Linked DNA regions of Gossypium hirsutum: all the other regions are linked to region 1. Evidence: chromatin contacts called from public Hi-C data. All regions are on one chromosome and are shown on one strand. The core of a region is the stretch at or near the end of the contact, and the rest is flanking DNA. Distances in the headings are between cores, read along the strand shown.

Region 1 (3,315 bases), core at 206-2,705:
TTATTTGTGATCTTAGTCTTTCGAAAATCTACGTTACAATATATACATTTGAGTACTTTACCGAGTCTTAATCGGGTTATGGATTTATTTATCTATTTATACTATATTTAGGTACTTTTTATACTTTTAATTAGGTCACTAATTTAATTATGAAATTAAAAAAAATGCTACTTCATCCTTATTGATACAAACATAAACAATAATAGGAAAGATATCTAAATTTGGAGTGGAAGACATTTCTAGATCTCTCAAAACTAAAATGAAAATTTCTTAATATTTTGCACAAAAGAATTAAATTAAAAAATTGGAGACTAAAAGCTCTTGTCCGGCGATAAACGATTTCAAAAACTTGTCTGACGATTGTATGGGTGATGCTGATGGCTTTAACATGGACCGTAACACCAAAAAAGTCAAATTCAAAGATGTTGGAGATGATTCAGCAGAAAACATGGTGGTTGATACGGCTCTAGCGAGTGAAATTTCTTGGAAAGATAAAATGTTGGGAGCGCAAAACACTGAATCTTTGGCTTCCTCCGTGATCTCGGATGGTGCTACTGATATGAACTTAAAGTTTGAAGATGGAGACACCCTAAGATCTACCATCAACAGTATTTTGACCATCGACTTCTTTGAACAAATTAAGAAAATCTAGGTTAAGGATATGGAGACCAAAAATGTGGTGAAATTGTTGGGGGCGCAATATAGGAAATGGAGTTCTTTACAATCAAATTTCCAGTCTCTAGAAACCCTCCCAACCTTTTCGTTTAATGGATGTGGGAAACGACTACTATTTGGTCCGTTTTCAAAACAAAGATGATTATGAGACGATTTTGACCCAAGAACCATGGATAGTGTTTGGACACTACTTTAAAGTTCAGTCGTGGACGGTGGACTTTAACCTGTCGAAGCCCTTTCCTGAGCATGAATCTGGCCTAGATCTGTTTTCCGGGATTGCCTGGATTCTTGTATAAGAAACAGGTTTTACAGGAGATCGAAAGTTTGGTCGAAAAAGTGGCCAAAATGGATATTAAAACAGATAATGGAGGAGTGGGTTAGTTCACCAGGATGGCGGTGTTTGTTGACCTGGAAAAATCGTTAACCTTGCAAGTTTTAGTCAATGGTCGAATGTAAAGAGTAGAATTTGAAGCTCTACTTGCGATTTGTTTTACCTGTGGTAAATATGGACATCTAAAAACCCTTTGCCCTTCTTCTTTGACAGGTCGGAGCACTGATGGTGGTCTAGGGAGAGTCTCTGAGTTAGTGGTAATGAGTTAGCTCCGATGACGACAGAGGAAGTGTTTGTCCCACAGATGAACGTTAAGTGTAAATCTAGGCGTAATCAGGCAAACTACCATAATCAAAACGCAAAAATCTTGAATGACTCCAAATTTGTTGCGTTGGAAAATGAGTCGACGAGATTGGAAAGGGAACAACCTGGAATTATAGAAACTAGGTTCCAGCAATGGGAGTTTCTAAAGAGCTAAAAGAAAAAAGATGGGGCCAAAATATGAGTCGTTGGGGAAGGTAAGCTCAGGTACAAGGCTACTGGGCCAAAGTAGTGAGAATGGATCTAAAAGGCCATCATTGGTAAAAAGTAGAACTAGGCTTGGAGCGGGTTCTACTAAGCAGGACCTGGTGAAGTCTGGGTCACAATCGGGTTTAGACCGCAGGTTAATCCAAGCTGGGACCAAACAGCATTTGGATGCTACAACCCTTAATACTGCTGATGATGCCTAGGGGGAATTAGTGAACTTTGACCAACCTATCAATCATGGACCCGAAACAGATAATTTTACTAAAGCATCATCTTTACACTTCAACCCTACGTTCGAAGGGCCTATTGAAACCATGGTGAATTTGAATTCTAAATTGCTAGACCCTAATTGCCATTCTGTCGTAATATTCAAAGAAAATTGAGACCCAAATTCCAACTCAAAAATCGGGAAAGAAGGGGTAGTGGCCTACAATAGTCCTCCTATTTCTTCTAAAGGGCATAGTGTTGGGAATAAAGGTGGGAATGGTTATCCTGGAAGGGTGTTAAACAAAACAATTCGTGGACGATGGGGTTGTTTTAAACCCACTAGCAATCCACGAGTCCCACTTCTAGAAGTTATGAATTCTATGGCTAAGCTCTTTAGTGCTCAAGTGGAAACCCCATCTACTAAGGTGGATGTCCAAAATAGTGGTGTGAAAGCATATGATACTTCTTAGCGATTGGCTTTCTCTCTCCCTTTTTTTATTTTATTTATGAGTTTTACTATCATATCTTAGAATTTCCAGGATTGTGCCAGTTCGAAGTTTCTCCGTGTTTATTGAGAATATAATCGTGAACATAGACCTGATTTGATTGGTCTATTAGAAAATAGGGTCAGTGGTGGGAAAGCAGATTTGACTATAGCGAAGCTTAGTTTTCAATACTCACATCGTGTGGAGGCTATTGGGTTTTTAGGTAGTATTTGAATTGGATGGAGGGAGCTGTTTTGTATTGAGGTTTTCAAAATTCATCCCTAATTTGTTATAGCCAAAATATCTGGTAATATTTTTAGGTAACCTTTCTTAGTCACCTTTGTTTATGAAAGCCCTGATAGCTGTAAATGGAGACATCTTTGGGAGGTCTTATATAGAATGTTCCATTGGATAAATATTCGTGGACGGCGATTGGTGATTTGAACACTATTATTTTCTATAGTAAAAAGAGAGGAAGGTGAACCTTAGGTAAAAAGGTGTCCTCTATTTGGGGATTTTATGGAATTAACTCAGTTGCATGATTTGAACTTTAAAGGCTCGCAATTCACATGGCATAGAGGAGGAATTGTTGAGCGTTTGGATAGAGCTATCTGCAATGATGCATGAAATTTTTCTTTTTCGAATTTTATGGTGACACACTTGCCGCGGCTTAAATCCGACCATAGACCTTTATGTTTGTCACTAATACCTGAGTACCACTCCTCCAAAGGACTTCTTTTCAGGTTTTTAGTGGGTTAGGTCGAGCATCTAACTTTTTTAAAATTTCGTCAAAGGTAATTGGAAAGGTTCTGCTAACATGTCGACAGTTCATTCTGAGTTTACAGATTAGGTTAAACAATGGAAAAAAGAGGTGTATGGCCACATAAATGCCCGTAAGAAGCATCTGACTCGAAAGTTAAAAAATATTGAGATAGCGCTTAATAGAATGAACTCTACTTATCTTAATGTTGGGATGAAGGTACGAGAGGAATTGAAAAATATGTTACATCATGAGAAAGTCTTATGGTGTCAAAAGGCACGTTGTGACTGGTTGGTATTAGAGGATCATAACACCAAATTTGTTCATAT
Region 2 (3,551 bases), core at 851-3,350, 140 kb after region 1:
TTTGTATTAAATTTAAATTTTAAACACAATTAATTCCTAATATAATATATAATATGATATTTTAAATTTATTAGAGTATATTATAATATCTTTGATCCCGACTAATTTCTCGACCCACTAACACACACATTCACGTACATTAACATTATTTTATGATTCACACAATCCAAATGCTAAACTGGTAGGTAAAGACTTAAATAAATATTATTACATTTTTTTTTCCAAACTATCCTATTGACCCTATCTGCATCTACTTAACCCCATTTGAGAGCACAATTTTCATTTCAGTTTATGGGAATTATATACATACCACAATTACAAAGTCATGTCTTCCTTTTCTTTCTTTTTAATTACATTTATAATTTTTTAATACATTTTTAAATTAATTTATAATCTCCTTTTTCTATTTATTAAAATTTTATTTTTAATTTTTATTTAACTAGAATTAAAATAATTAATATTTATATTTTAATTTAATTAGTTTTAGTTTCTGTATTTTTTAAAATTTAAAACTTTAATGCTAATTTAAAAAGTAACAATTAAATTCAGTTTTAAATGTACAAGGACTAAAAATACTAAATTAAAATATAAAAATCAAATTCATAAATTTTACAAAGCACAGGACTAACAGCAGAATTTAACCAAGATAATATAACGAGTATTGCTCCGACTAAATATGAAATATCTATGTGTGTTTTATATAACGACTATTTCAAGAAAATATTCCAACACCTTTCTCTGTAAGTCCTAATTCTTGCTCCATCTCTCTTTAAAACAAAGCTTTGCTCCAACGCTCTCTTCATCTGCAAAACTTCACTACTCCCATCATTTAGCTTTATCTGAGTAAGTTCAAAGTTCCCACTTTTTCATTTTTACCCTTATGTTCTTATTGCTTTAGATGTATTTCTCATTAGTTTTTTAGTTAATATCAGACGAAACCATGTTTTTTTATCTTGCTAACTATATCTTCTCTCTTTTTGATTTTTGTTTCCTCTCGAAAACATGCTTTTTCTATCCTAACCAAACTATTGAAACAATGAAACCCAGTATCTCTTTTCTTTTATCGTCTTTTGCCTTGTTTAATTTCTCATGGAAATTATTTGTGGGTTTTAGTTGAGTTTGTGAAATTTATTGAGGCAATGGATAAAGAGAAAGAGGTGAATGCGGCGAGTGGTGGTGTGAATGTGACAGAGAAGAAGAGATTGTCGCAAGCCAATTCTGAGGCCATGGAGAAGTGTTTGGAAGAGAATAAAGGAGACAACACCAAATGCAAGGATAAGGTTGAAGCTTTCAGATCATCTTCCTCAACTTCTTCTCCAACAAAACCCTTGAGGCGTTTCATAGTAAGGAGTGGTTCATTGAGTGATGTTTGAATGGAATTCCGGGTATCTCAAGCTTCTTTTTATATTTGAAATGAATTAGTGGGTCAGAATCACTTCCTTTTAGCTTGTTTTAGTCCATAATTTCAAAATTTGTGAAAATGGTAGTTGAAAGTAATCTGAGAAACTCTAGTTGTGTATGAAAAGACGGTAGACTTTATTTTCTCATGTTTTAATTTGTGAAAACTGAAGTAATTTGAGAAAGTTTAGTTCAGAAGATGAAAAACTCTAGAGTTGATAGCCATTGCTGGCTTGTGAGTTTTATTATTATTAGGAGAGTGATGTATTTTTTATGAGGCAAGGGATTCCTTCCCAATTTGAGGGCACACTCCTTTCCTCTGCACACCAGAATTGTGCGTCCTGGAACTGGCTATCCACTATCCTCTGTCAAACCATGTGGGGCTATCAAATAACCCTTTTCCACTACTGCTGATTGTGTGATGTTCAATGTTCTTTTACATAAACACCTTTTTGTGTTTACAATTAGCATTGCATCCAAATTTCTTCCTGCAAAACCAATGAATTGAATCATGAACTACCCCAAAAGTCCAAACCTTCAACCCAACCCAACCAGCTGTGAACAGACACCTATGAATCCTATCCAGTTTTGAACAACATAACGGCATTGATAAACCGATGGACTCACTCGAGCGGCCTCTGTGTTCATCTGTGCAGTCATAGTTACATCAGACAATGTTAAGTCACATTATACTCCATAAAGGAAGACTCGAGTTCTTTAGAGGTACAATATTTGATGCAGAATGAGTATATGATATTATATGTTAATTAGTTTTCTTTATCAATGCGAAGCACCAACTTATTATTTATATAAGTTATTTAAAAAAAAAAGATGTTATACCTTAATGTTGCATGCAATTATATGTTAGAGATTTTAGTTTTAAATTTTAATTATGATTGAATATATGATGTTTAAAATTTTTTATTATTTTAAATATTATTATTAATGGTAAAAAAAATCCTATTTAAAATTTAATTTAAAAATTAGGAGTCACTTTAAACATAATTTAAAAAAATATTTTAAAATTAAAAAAACTAACCCAAAACTCAAAGTTTTCATATATTCTCTATATGGTAACTTTATTGGTAACTTTAATGAAAATCGTGGATTATAAGAAAGAAAATGCAGAATTTGAAACAGAGAGCCTAAAAAATTAGACCGGTCTGCTTATTGGTCTTTTGGGTCTTCAGGTCATGAGCCTAATAATTGGAAACCTCTTTCTTCTTTAACTTTGGGTTCAACGTGGACCCAATTAAGTTAAGTTTTTAACGATAGGGTTAATGGACCCAAAAAAGCCTCGACCCGATTTACCACCTATAAATAAGCATATCATGCAGAACCCTATCTATTTTCCCCTGGCACGGTCGGGAAGGTTGGCCGCCCTTCTTTGTTCTAAGCCTAAATTGAAACTTAAGATCTTTACCGAGTTTCAGAAGCTAATGCCTGTTTTTCTATTTTTTGCAGCTTCGAGTTCTTTTAGGTGATTTTCTGTTAGGGCTGTTCGGTAGGTGAGAAAATACGCTGAAACTGCTACATCCGCTGCCTATGTTTTATTTTGTTTGTGTAGGAAATGTGTTATTTCCTTCTTTCCCTGATCTTGTTTGATGTTGAAATTTATAACGTATGTAAATAGCATGAAGTTGGGGCTCTGTTCCTTTTTTGGTTTCGATAAAACGAACAATAAGTGATTAGACGTTCTGGGATTTGAAAATTTTAGGCATTGTTTTCCTGAATGATTTGGTTAACACATTTTCACTGGTTCCAAGATTAAAATCTGAAGCTCATATTCCAAGTCTTCTTTTTTTTTTTCTCTGAAACTAAGTTGAAACTTCACTCGAGTTTGTTTTTGAGAAAGTATTTGTCCCTACTAGTACTACGCAGTTACTAGTCTGTGAAACTGAGAAATTTGATTGAGACATACTTTTAAGATGGTGCTGAATTTCAACCATCTGGTTTGATCCTTTTTAGCCTCCTGCCATTGTACTGGAAATGTCTGCATTAATTTATCCTAGGATCCAAGTTGATATACTTAGTGGAATCTGTCATATCTGATTAACATTGAGTGCCAAATGATGTTATCATTTCTCAAACTGAGTAGATAATTTGGTTTGTTTTATATTTTGTTTAGCTTTTCAAGTTTTATGCAGTTTTAA
Region 3 (3,858 bases), core at 319-2,818, 190 kb before region 1:
AGTCCACCTTTGCTTCGGTTATGTCATACTCCTCAGATTTATAGTAAGCAGAAGTACTGTTTTTTCCTATCCCATCCTTGTCACTTGGCTCAAGGCAACCTCCAGGCACTGGACTTGAAAAAGAATAGTATCCAAAACTTCCTCTACTTCTTTGTCGTGGGGAAACTTTGTGAGTCTTCTTACAGTGGCACAATGACACTGAAGAAATAAGTTGTCTGCCATTAGGTGAAACTGATAGAGGTTTCAAAGTGTTTTCATCTAAATGAACAGTACTCCTTAGATATCGGCCGCATGTGTATCCAGATAAAAAACCATTTTCTGTTTGACTCCATAACTTTCGGTAAAACATGTTACCATGCAGAACAGCAATGCCTGATCTCTCTCCCTTGTGAAGCAAAATGGCTTGTTCCCCTTGACATACTTTACCTGCCATTGTCATAGTTAAACTACAAATTATAGAGATATTCGTGATGCAAGGGAACCTTCATTTGTGTGCTAATTTATCATGGGAATTGCCAAAATATGCAATGAACCTAAAGAAGAAATCTCTAAATGGAAGGAAAAAAACAATAAAAATCCAAGATGCTGTATAAAATACAGGCCTAGGGGACCTGGAAAGACAAGGCGAATTCCCCAAAGCTTATGACCAGTAAAGAACTTTTACCCCACAGTCCACACCGACATCATACCCATCAAAACTTTTAACCAATCAAAATCCCAAATCAGGAATCTTCCAGTTTTGCAAAACAATCCTAAAGGATTTTACTGAAGGATAATAAGTATTAAAAACCTGAAATTATCCTTTTCTCATCCATCAATTGGTTGACACCATTTATCAGTTAAATCACCAAATTCAGCAATAAAACAAAGTTATCAATTCAATCTAATAGCAACATCATTTATCATCTCCAAACTTCAGCTTCGCAATACAAAATAAAATAAGAATATTGCATGCAATCAAATTTCCATCTAAACTTTTTCAAACTTCAATGATTCCACGGATCTAACTTACTCTCATCCACTTCAAAGTATACTTCGAATCCAAAGAGACTAAACTGAAGACAAAAAAAACAAAATGTAACCAGGAGCAAATAAATTGGAGGAAAATGCAAGTATTAATCCCAAAGAAAAAAAAAAGCAGATAAATATTAAGCTAAAAGAAACCTTGAAATCATCTCCACACAGGATTGCTATTCATTAAAGGAAGTAAAACAAAATACCTGAACCGATAAAAGAACCGAAACTCCGGTTGGAAATCAGACCGCCGATAGCCATTGGTGAAATGCAAGTATTATAGTGAAAGAGCTCGACTTTAGAGAACTAACTAGTAATTATACCATTTCAGTTCAAATCTATGACACGACACCGCTTTTAGCTCTTAGTACCAACGTCCTCTGACGCTGGAACGGATAAACAGATCCTTCTGTTCCTTTCCTTCGATAGAAATTTGTTGCGGAGGTTTTTTATTTTATTTTCAAAGCGGGAAGAATCTCAGTGGTTTCTATATACCGAAGCAAAGGAGGGTCGAGGGAACGACACGTGGGCATATAATCCTTTGAGAGATTAAAGGTCCTGAAATACCCCCCTATGGGATTCGAAATTAATAATTGGAATGACATGGCATGGATGGTAAATAAAAGGGATTAAAATGACTGTTATAGGGAATTAGCATGACGATATCTCAACCGTGCTTAACTAGAAAGGTCTTGCCATCGCTGAAATATTTTGCGTTCCGACAAAAAAGAAAGCCGGAAAAGTGATGAAACTTTTTAGTAATTAATTTATTGGTTTTTATTTTAAAATCATGCGTGGAATATTCGCATCGTTACAAGTGGAAACGTTATACCAAAAAAGAAGAAGAAGAAGGAAAATGGAATTAATGGGCAAAAATAATTTGCAGAGTTGAGTTGACATGACAGCTGGAAATCAGCCAAACCTTTCACTCCATCTATTTGCGCTGGATCGTTGATATTTAATTTTTAGTGTGAAATTTTATTTCTTTTTATTCGTACAGATTTTATTTCATTAGTTTTCAACTTACGTAAAAAGCTGTAAGTTTAGAATTAATAATAATAATAAATTCAATCCATCTGTAGTTTCTTTAGACATTATTGTAATTATATACTTTAGACAAAGACATTGGTGAAGCTCGCAATAGACAACCTTGAAGATGGTTTAAACTTAACACCATAGTCCATAGTACCTTTAAGGTAACTCAATATCCTTTCCACTATTTTAAAATGAGGATTTTGCATGAATTGAAAAATATGATTTCCACTAGGCAGTTTACAATATTTTCTTATACTTATTTCTTAAAGACTAATCCAATATTAATATGTAGTATAAGATGTGATTTAAGTTTGCTGATTAAGTTGCAATACCTCTCCTATACATCAATATAAGATCTCTCTCTCAACTAAAATCTTTGTCTTGAAAGCTTACTCACAAATGGAACATAAACTTGGTTTATCTTCAAGATAATTGCATCATGCTCCTAATAGCGAATAGGTAAGTAGTCACTCAAAATCATATATAATGAAACAAACATGACTTCTTTAAATAATAATTCTAAGCTTGTGATTCTTAAATAAGTGTGAACATGATCTATCTTGAATTGTAATAGAATAAGTATTTAATAAAAAATTAAATATTCAAAGAACTTCAAAAAAATAAACTTCTATAAGAACATCTATTTATTTAAAGAAACACCATCACTCATGAAGTTTATAAAAGAGTCCTTGATTGATATTTAACATGATTTAATTTAATAAATAGCTTCTCAAAATTCTCAAAATAATATAAGAATAATCCCATTATTTTTTTTGATCAAAAGAATGCCAACGTATATGGCAACTTGCATAATCTTCCAATTGCATTTGGACGTACAACTGACACTAATATTATCCCATTTTGCATTGTCTTCTCAATAGAGAACATAGGCTTGAATTTTAGAGACGATATTGTTAAGAGAGATATTCACAAATTCAAAATATAAATTATAAAATGGAGATAAATGATGTAAAAAAATAATTTATGATGGTGATCTCCTAGGATGCAAGATAAAAAACAAATTCTTTATTGCACAAAATAAAATATTGTAGCAGAAACAAATATATATATATATATATATGAATGGAATAAAACATTTGTTCCCTTTAGTTGAGGTGGTTTTAAACCATGAGCATCTAATTGTCCAGCAATTTACAGTCGATGACAAAGACAGAAGCCTTGATAAGATCAATAGCATTAATAAACACATGATACTATGGATCAAAAACAATAAACACATGGTATTAGATACAGGCCATAAACCATAATTTCAAGCTTTGATCTTGAATGGGATGGCTCGGATGATAATTTAATGGTAAAGTGCAGCTCCAATGAAGGGTCGAATCCAAAAGATCCACTGTCAAAAAGAACAATTATTATTCTTTTTCTTTAATATGAAATGTAAAGCTATTATGTCAAATCTGAATCGAATCAAAGAAAAGATTATATGTCAAAGGGGTTATAACAATTTTTAACTTACATGTCCATCCCAAGCATGGTTCCTGTTATAGAAGATGGTTGCTCCAAGGTTCCTGCCAAGATTAATGCCTGTTCCTGTTATGGGGATGGTTGCCAAGTGAACCAAGAACACTACAAATCCAATAGGCAGGGGGGCAAGATCTGCAATCTCATATGCAGAAATGGAAAAAGAACAAAAGAATATCAACAAACAGCCTAATCTTGCCCATATTCAGGTATTATGGAACAGAAACCAACAAACGAATTTCAAAAGGAATTACCCAAAAACCAAATGATACCTGCAATACCAGCGGTGCAGTAAACAATAACAAAGATCATGCCACGAAAGTC

What was found. A called contact is a pair of places that touch in the nucleus more often than the background predicts.
Region 2: a contact with region 1 is called in a Hi-C map of leaf, with 6 times the contacts expected there. The contact joins the promoter of LOC107952916 here to the promoter of LOC121232292 in region 1. A contact is called at or near these places in 18 of 34 Hi-C or Micro-C datasets (anther, callus, fibers and 3 more).
Region 3: a contact with region 1 is called in a Hi-C map of leaf, with 4 times the contacts expected there. The contact joins the promoter of LOC121232290 here to the promoter of LOC121232292 in region 1. A contact is called at or near these places in 4 of 34 Hi-C or Micro-C datasets (leaf, petal and seedling).

The regions. Positions count from the first base shown.
Region 1 is chrA07:33,190,020-33,193,334 of Gossypium_hirsutum_v2.1, forward strand. LOC121232292 (U-box domain-containing protein 33) reads right to left here and starts at 1,456. Exons shown (of 10, transcript XM_041117997.1): 1 at 1,170-1,456; 2 at 1-1,083.
Region 2 is chrA07:33,324,850-33,328,400 of Gossypium_hirsutum_v2.1, forward strand. LOC107952916 (60S ribosomal protein L36-2) reads left to right here and starts at 2,101. Exons shown (of 5, transcript XM_041118001.1): 1 at 2,101-2,121; 2 at 2,863-2,906.
Region 3 is chrA07:32,995,973-32,999,830 of Gossypium_hirsutum_v2.1, forward strand. It overlaps LOC121232290 (ascorbate transporter, chloroplastic), which reads right to left and starts at 1,569. Exons shown (of 11, transcript XM_041117994.1): 1 at 1,221-1,569; 2 at 1-426. The coding sequence starts at 1,275.